Linked DNA regions of Mus musculus: region 1 is linked to region 2. The links are chromatin contacts, called in public promoter capture Hi-C maps. All regions are on one chromosome and are shown on one strand. The core of a region is the stretch at or near the end of the contact, and the rest is flanking DNA. Distances in the headings are between cores, read along the strand shown.

Region 1 (4,259 bases), core at 793-3,292, 790 kb before region 2:
ATGTTAGGTATTATTCTATCTAGTTAGAAATTTTTATGAGACTATGATGATGATGTGTTTTGTGTTGTGCATATCTATGCATGTGTCAGATCTCAAAATGCAGTTACAGATGGTTGGAGCCTGCCTCCTTGTGAGTGCTGGGACCACCAGTCCTCTAGAAGAGCAGCCAGTACTCTTAGTAACTGGACCATTTCTCTAGCCCCTAGTTCATAATTATTCATTTGTAGTATCTCAATGATAGAAAATGAGATACAAATGACAGGAGCCCATTTACTCTCTAGCTTACCAATCCCAATGCCTGACACACATTAAACATTATGATGAGCTAATGCAATGAACAAAACATCAGTTCTAGAACAATATTGTTTTAATAGTGTGAGTCTTTACCTTAAAGAAAACTTACAAAGCTGAAAAACGGACTGCTCTTCCTGCTTTTTGATTTGGTTCAAATTTGAGTGTGGGGATATGACAGCCAGCCTTAATCTAGTGGCACTATGTTTTTACCCACTGAAAAATGAACTGCTCTATCTCAGTCATTAGAGTAGAAGTCCTCTGTGATGACTGACGAAACTTAACGTGGAGCCAGGCTTCCCTTAACTGGCCAATGAGTCTTTTGCTCTGGAATGCCTGGGAGATCCTAATGGATAGATAAGAATCAGACAATGGGGCTATAAAGCATTAAAGGCTGCTTGCCTTTTGTAAAACTTACTATCGCTTTGGGGAAGGGATAAAATGGTTTTTTTTTTTTTATTACTGTATAATGAGAAAGTAAGAAACAACTGAGAGAAGTGAGACAATTTTCCTGATCAGATGTAGACTCCATGGATATCAGTAATCCATGTAATTCAGATGTCCTCCTTAAAGCCCCACCTTAATTCACCTTTTGCATGGTGGGCTGTATTTGCTCTATGGCTCCCTTCCTTCTGCCAACAGTAAGAATAAGTTCATTTAGTCTAAATTTGAATTGAGTCTAAGTCTCTTCTCCCAGTGGATTTTAACACCACAACATGGGCAGTCCTTACCAAATGTTCTATGGCAAACACTGTAAAATTATTACACAGGAGATGAAAAAAAATGTGGACATTATTTTCTTTTTTCAAGAAGGGGACAAAAACCAAAACTTTCTGTCTATATTCAGTCTGCTGTAACTTGATTCATAACTTCACATTCACCTGGCTCTGGCCTTGACATAAACTTTCTGGACTTAAGTAAAATAACAACAGTCCAACACTTGAGTCAAGGGAGGGAAAACTTCTCCTGAAGTAAAAATGCAGGACTGTACGCGCCTAGCCACCCAACAAATCTATGCCAAAGTCGAAGGACGTGGCAGGTGTCACTGGGGGTGTCCCCAAACACACAGCATCTGAGACAGACGTGACAACAGTCGCCATCAAAAGAAACTAAGAGAAGCTTCTGGAGAGAAGATGGAGAGTGCAAATAGCAAAAGACTGGAGGGTAGGCAGCTCAGTCGGAACTGTAAGTTCTACTTCGACTCTGCACAGCTCGGTTCTCTACTTGCTTTCTGAGAGCGGGCCGCCGCCCACTCACCCCCAAATCCCGAGAGTCCCTAGCGGCTGGACTGAGCGCGCGGGCCAGGACTCACCTGGCCGGGCCGCTTCGTCCAAGCGCCGTCTCCAGACCCGTTCAACCGGCGTCAGTCCCGGGCCTCTGCGTTTGAGTCCAACCGCTAGGATGCTACAGCAGCAACGCAATGCAACGCGACCCAAGCGCGGGCTTCCGTAGGCCACCGACTCAACAACCCCGGATGTTGATGTGCTGCCTGCCCCGGAAGCGGTGGCCCCAAGCCCTTGTAAGGCGGAGGCGGCTTTGCCCAGCCGTCTGCAAGGAGACGTGGCGGCGGCGGTTGGGTCCCCTGCACTAAGGACGCTTTGTAGTACCTCCTCTTCTTCCTCCTCCTCCTCCTCCTCCTCCTCCTCCTCCTCCTCCTCCTCCTCCTCCTCCTCCTCCTCCTCCTCCTCCTCCTCCTCCTCCCCCTCCTCCTCCCCCTCCTCCTCCCCCCCTTCCTCCCCCTCCTCCTCCCCTCCTCCTGTTCTCCTCTGGTAGAGGAGGTTGTGACGGTGGCTGGAGGACGCGGCAATGGAGGAAGGAGACGGCGGCTTGCGGAGCCTGGTCCCCGGAGGGCCACTGTTGCTGGTTCTGTACGGTCTCCTGGAGGCGTCCGGCGGCGGCCGAGCGCTGCCCCAGCTCAGCGACGACATCCCCTTCCGAGTCAACTGGCCTGGTACCGAGTTCTCTCTGGTCAGTGCCCTCACGAGCCGCAGCCTTCTCCCCTCTTTCTGGCACGAAGCATTCGGGCCAGCCCTCGATTCCTTAGCTTTTTCTTCCAGAACCTTTTTTTCCCAAGCATTTATCGACCCCAAGCCTAAGTGTGTTCGTTCATTCATTAATTCGTTTAGCACACTAAGTGGATATGCCCTCCATACTAACTAGGAGATCAGCGGTCACTTCATCTCCCTCCTTTAAATCTCATTACGTTAGATCTGGCTTCTCTACAGCCCCACTCTGTGGAGGAAGTTTTAGAATTAACTAGCACATCACCCTACCCGCACAACCGTCCAACAGACAGGAGTCCCATCTCTATTCATTCTTTCTCTCCAACACACACTTAAAAACGACGTATACAGCTTCTGAGAATCTTTTCCCTTAAGGCATTTGAGAGGGCTATTTGGTTTGGAAGATATTAGTGAGCTTATATGCGGAATACTACTGGCCATGCAGAATAGACTAGAGGCTTGAATGTATTACCACTATTATTTAGGACTCTAGAACATGAGATTAAAAAGGATTTTATGATCGTTAATTAATGTGTATTGTGTAAAAAGGCAAGAATGAAAGAGCCAGTGGCTGTGAGGCTCCCAATGTGAGAACTGGGAACTGTACTCACCCCTCCGAGAAGAGTAATAATGTGTTTTTAATTTCTGTGGCATCTCTCCAGTCCTAGAATACGAGATTTTGGTGTATAATCTAACAAGAATGGAAATTCAGTTTTGAATGATTGTAGTGCTGAAATGTCTATCCATGTGTAACTACTACAGACAAATTTACCACACACCTAGATCTGGATTCCATTGCCAGCACCGCCAAAAAAGTAAACAAGTGCAAACTAGAACTTAAACAGATCCGCCTGCCACGGCCTCCTGAGGGCGGGGCTTAAAGGTGTGTGCCACAATGTATAGCCTCAATGTATGTATTAATTAGCATTTAAACTTCAATCTATTGCCTTACTAGTTTTCTTTTACAGCCCAAACTTTATCTTTTCTGTTAGATAGGACAACAGTATACAGTTTTTAATTTCCTCCTTATCATTTAAAGATGTTTACACTATTTTGCCTACATCTGAAAATGTGCTTTAACAATCTTCAGTAGAACTGGTCAATTTACTTGAGGAACCTTTGTTCTAAAGAGCACTGAATGTATTCAGGGTAAAGCACCTTAACTGACAAAAAATAATGTATGCTTTTGATTCTGTTTCTAGCCTACAACTGGAGTTTTGTATAAAGAAGATAATTACATCATCATGACAACTGCTCATAAAGAAAAATACAAATGTATACTTCCACTTGTGACAAGTGGGGATGAGGTATGTTTTTTATACATATATTGCTGATCTCTCTAACTAAAGATGCATTTTACAGCCTTATGATCATATATTAAAATAAGTAACAAGCGTCTCAACAGCCTTGTAGCAAAAAATATTAAATTGGGAATTTATTTTAGAAAAATTAGCAACCAGGCAAGTGTGATGTTCACACCTCTAATCTCAACACTAAGAGGTTCAGGCAGAAGAATTACCATGAATTTAAGGCCAGGCTGGACAGACACATTGTGAGACCTTGTCTAAAATTACAAATGGGAGAGAGGAATTAGTTACTAATGTTTTGAATAAAAAGCTAACTCTTTGCTTGTTTTCCTTTATAGAAATGGTGTTTGTGGAACACAATACAGCTTTTAATGTAAACATAGTGCTTTCATAAAGAATTTTTTATAATAAATAATTCTCCAGGTTCCTTATACTTTCTCACTACCTCAGCGCATGCCCTTTTCTTCCTCCTAAAACAACCTAACTCCTCTTAGCCATCCTTCAGGGCGATGACTTCTTTCCCGATGAGGCAGGAGAAGCAACATAGTAAGGTGTAAAAGACAACAGCCTAGAGCCAGGAGGCTGAGGTATAGGCTACGGTTAGCTGTGCATCCCTGGACCAATTAGAAACTCAGTTCCTCTACCCAATGCATTGATT
Region 2 (4,331 bases), core at 1,585-4,084:
AATCTGTTGTATAACCTCCTGGCACATATGTTTACATGTGATTTTACAAACCTCATCTGGGACGTTACTCATCTTTTTCATTTAGAGGATATTTTTGATTGGACCATGGACCTTGCACATGCTAGGCAAGCACTGTACCACTGAGCTACCCCAGTGCCCTCTTCCTACATGTTATTTTCAGTCAGGCCTTTACTACAGTGGTCCAGGATGACTTAGAACCAACCCACTGTGTGGTCCTGTGCTTGTACCAAGAGGCTCAGCTTAAAATTTTTAAGTGACTACTCAAGTGTTGAAGAGATTATTTCACTCAAGAAAGTGCATTTAGATGGCTTCTAAAGGATTGTTCAGCCTTAGATTGTATGATCCTACCATCCCTGATAAATTTCTTAAGTGATTTGAGTTGAGAGTGCTTCTTTGGTGGGGAGTGCAGCAGGAACAAATTTAATGAACAGTTAAAATAGTCTGGTTACCTCATTGACTACTTTACAATCCTGTTTGATACTAGGTAGCCTTTAGACAAGCTCTTTTGGTGTATCTGTATGATTAGAATTGGTAACAGCCATACAAGGCCCTTCAAGGGTACAGGGAGAGTGGACGTGGCAGGGGAAGCCAAATGCCCACCAACATTCTGAGTCACATAGGGTTGCACCTGCTTTTCCACTCTATCTCCAGCTTCTTGTGGAATGAGCATGCCTGCAGGCAACCCTTTCTACTGTCAAACTGTCAGGCTCTGATGTAACCCAAAGAGAAAGATGCATGAACAACACCCTAAATTCAAGTGTTCTTCTCCAGCTCATTCAGTCTGATACACTCAAGTTCCTGCTGTAATTAATAAAAGCTCAGAACCTTTAAACTGAATTTCTCAGTCCTGGCCTGGATGATTCTTTGTTATAGAGGTTACCCTGTGCAGAGTATTTAGCCGTGTCCCTGGCCTCTGCACCCTAGCTGCTAGTAGCACCTGTCCTTCAGTCACCACTATCAAAAACGTTTATAAGCACTGCTTCATGTTCTCCAGGGACCATAGTCAACCACTGGTCAGTGTGGCGTGTGAAGGGCCTCCATATTCATCTTACTCATTTGCTGTGATGACCTCATGTTCCTAGGACTGGATAACGCTGCTGCTCCCTGTCCTCCCACCGCCTTCCCCTGAGCTTGGCCAGCTGCAACAGCTTGAGCTTGGAAACCCTCTGGATTGTCTTCCATTGTCGCTGCCAACAGCCTTCTGTTCCTCTGCAGGCGTCTGGCTTATCTCCTCTAGCCTCTCTGGGAAGGGGGTAGGAAGAGTACAGGCATGATGTCATTTGCCTTCCCAGGAAGGGTGGAACAAAGGACTGGGTCTCTAGAGACAGTTCCCTCCCTCTACTGGGCCAAGAGGTAGAATCCCACCCCACCCCCTTTCCTGCTTCAGAAGTGTGTTGTTGTGCACATACTTTGTTGTAGGATGACACATCAGCTGGCCTGGCTTTGTCCCTGCCCTTCCTCTGTATAGGATGTTGTTCATGTCCAGTCCTTGGATAGAAGTTTTCTGCCTTTCTCAGTGTGGTGGGAGCCTTTTTTTTTTTTTTTTTTTTTTTTTGTACCCTTCTTCAACTTGAAACTGGAGAAAGGCACAGATAGGAAGAATTAAACCTCTCCTTCTTTTTACTTTTTAATTCCTTTCCCTCCCCCTTTCTAGAGCTTCTGAGGTACACTGCAGTTCTGGGGAGCCTCTTATGCAGATTTGGGTGTGGCTATTCGAGCTCAGTTTTCTCTGCCTCCACCCCTGGCCTCTGTCTCTTCTTGGAGCATAGGGCGTGGGATTGAGCTGTCACTGCGGGGCAGGGCTTCTGCTGATTCTGAACCTGAAAGAAGTCACCAGGGTTTCTTTAATGTGTGAGTTACCCCAAGGGATGCTGGTAACTGTGCAATAACATACTTTACACGCTAGCTTATTGAGAAATATTTTAACCTAAGCAGATTTCTATTTTGATCATCTTCTCTTCATAGATTGGGTGCGGTAGTGACTTTGAACCCCAAACCTTCATTAATAGCCTAGGATAGCCATCAGGATAAAGACATTTTCAGCTCCTTGCAGCATATTCAAGAAACCATAATTTTAAAGAAATTAGACCTAAAGATATTTGAATGAGGAATTATTAGTCTTCTAGGTACAGTCTAGGAAGTATCCCTCTTGACATGGTCCAGTCTACTCTTTCAGAACAGCCAAACTTTAAGCAAACAACAACAAGAACTACACTTGCCATTGTAGTGGTAAAGTTACCATTCATAATGACGATTGTAAGAATAATACATGTGATCTCAACCTCTCATAGTATTACTGGCATAACTCCTTTTGCTATGCCCTTAACTGCCTTTTCTTCCTTCCCACAGCCCCAGCCATTCTGTTTCTTTGTTTCTGATTAGTCCTTATCCATGAAGAAAGGCCCTCTTTTGGATGGATAGGCTTTAGGGAAAGACTGGACCTCAAAGAACTGCTGACTGCAGCAGGAGGCGCAGGTGTCTTGGCAGGTGCTTGGCTTGGAGTACATCAGTAAAAGCTTGCCCAGTATGGTCTCTGCCTCACTGCCTTACTATGCTAGGTTGAATGGAGGCCTCAGCACAGCCTTCCAGATACTAGACTGTTTACTGCTCCCCTGACCAATCTAGGAGCCCAGTACACACTGACTATACAGCCATCAGTAGGATTGAGTTTCACACACTATGTGCTGGGTTTTTTTCAGTACAGCAGTTGTTGGGGTTTCTGCTTATTCCATCAAGTTGTATGTTGTAAACGTCCATAAGGCAAGTTTGTACTAGGAGTAGGGCTTCTGCTCAAAGGGGCCCAGCTAGCACGGTCAGTGAAGCATGACGCTCTTAAGCTCCAGGGTCATGGTTTCAAGCTGCACAGTGGGATCCATCTGTAGCAGTGACTTAGTTTAACTGCTACATTCTGCTGGCTGCAAACCTGGGAGTTGACTGGTGCAAGGGTTGTCCAAATCCCAGTATTCCCAGACAGTAGAGAGCTAAGTGGGGGTTTGGTTGGAGTTTAGTTTTGCTGATGCACTCTTGCTGTGTGGGCCGTGGGGCTTTGCTGGCTTGCACCTGCTGTTGCCAGTGCTTGGTTGTTGGTAAAGTGAGTTCTCCTCTGCTTACAGATGAGCGTGAAGCTGTACAGAAGAAGACCTTCACCAAGTGGGTCAATTCCCACCTTGCGAGAGTGTCCTGCCGAATCACAGACCTGTACACGGACCTTCGAGATGGACGGATGCTCATCAAGCTACTGGAGGTCCTCTCTGGAGAGAGGCTGGTAAGCACAATCAAGTGGGGAAACATTTTTTGAACAAACAAGTATGGGCTTGTCTCTTGGTGAATTCTGCAATGAAGAATGTTTTCTGGAGGAGGGCAGAGTGAAGTAGATATGCTGATTCTGGGCGGTGTAATTGAAACACCGAGCTCTGAGGGTGCAATAATGTTCTATAATAATGTAGCCTCCTTTCTGGGATGCCTGTGTATTTTGTAAGGAAGACCCTAGTTGATGGTTCTATTACGCACAGTGCTAGCAATGGAAGGGCCAGGCCTGGATGCTGGCTCTGAGATGATTCTGCCGCTTACATGAGACCATGGAAGGGGCTCTAAATTTATGTCTTATTGATGATTCTTTGGAAAATGTGAGCTGCCATCTCAAGGTGGCACGACTCAAATCCAGTGGCCTCTGCCAGTTTTATTTTTTTATTTCCCTCTTTCCTTTTGTTTGGGGGTGGGGAAGGGTGATGGTACATGCTGATGTTTTTGTTATCTCCTTGGGAATGGAGCATCTGATAAACTTACCCTGCTCTTCTGGGCAGAGAAATTGTTAGCTCGCAGTGAAAACTGTATGTCTGATTTTTTTGTTTGTATACCTTATGCCAGAGAAGCTTGCTACTCACTGTGACTGACCCAGCAGGTTTTGGCTCGCCTTGGCTTGAAAGCATATGCCCTATTTTCCACCCAGAGCGCATGTAGTTCCATAGGTGGTAGTGCATCTGAGCCAACCTGATGCCTAGGGATAGAGCCCCAAAGCTGTACTGACATCGACAGGAAAATATGCCAGTGGTTGCTGGGGCTGCCAGAAGAGCCGCTTATTTAACTTGACAGCCACAGCAGATCTTTTTGCAGATCAGTGCACACACCTCTGACTGCTGGTAAGAGACTAGGGCTTTGTTTCCCTCTCTTGAGGGTCTGTGAACAAAGCTGCTTCTTTAAACATCAGTAAAAATGAAGACAGTATTTTCTTTCCCCGTCCCTCTGGTCAGGAACAGGGTGTTGCCTTCAAAAGATAGTCAAGCCTCCTCTTATCTTTACGGAGTTCTGTC

What was found. Promoter capture Hi-C pulls out the DNA fragments that hold promoters and counts their contacts.
Region 1: a promoter capture Hi-C map of liver shows a contact between it and region 2, with 3 times the contacts expected there. The contact joins the promoter of Erlec1 here to the enhancer-like site in region 2. A contact is called at or near these places in 3 of 39 promoter capture datasets (liver and pre-B cells), 4 of 115 datasets of contacts at active chromatin or transcription factors (embryonic stem cells, extraembryonic endoderm stem cells, fibro-adipogenic progenitors and 1 more) and 1 of 9 other capture datasets (liver).

What each region holds. Positions count from the first base shown.
Region 1 is chr11:30,951,914-30,956,172 of GRCm38.p6, reverse strand. Erlec1 (endoplasmic reticulum lectin 1) reads left to right here and starts at 2,042. Exons shown (of 14, transcript NM_025745.3): 1 at 2,042-2,259; 2 at 3,497-3,601. The coding sequence starts at 2,098. It overlaps Asb3 (ankyrin repeat and SOCS box-containing 3), which reads right to left and starts at 1,775. Exons shown (of 10, transcript NM_023906.3): 1 at 1,604-1,775.
Region 2 is chr11:30,158,249-30,162,579 of GRCm38.p6, reverse strand. It overlaps Sptbn1 (spectrin beta, non-erythrocytic 1), which reads left to right. Exons shown (of 35, transcript NM_175836.2): 2 at 3,135-3,286. Among named protein-coding and RNA genes, the nearest start is that of Sptbn1, 59 kb to the left of the region's middle. Within about 2 kb of position 2,834, at least 72 of the 459 cell types and tissues checked have an H3K27ac peak or open chromatin away from gene starts, as enhancers often do. A contact at or near this core is called in embryonic stem cells and extraembryonic endoderm stem cells, where this site is marked.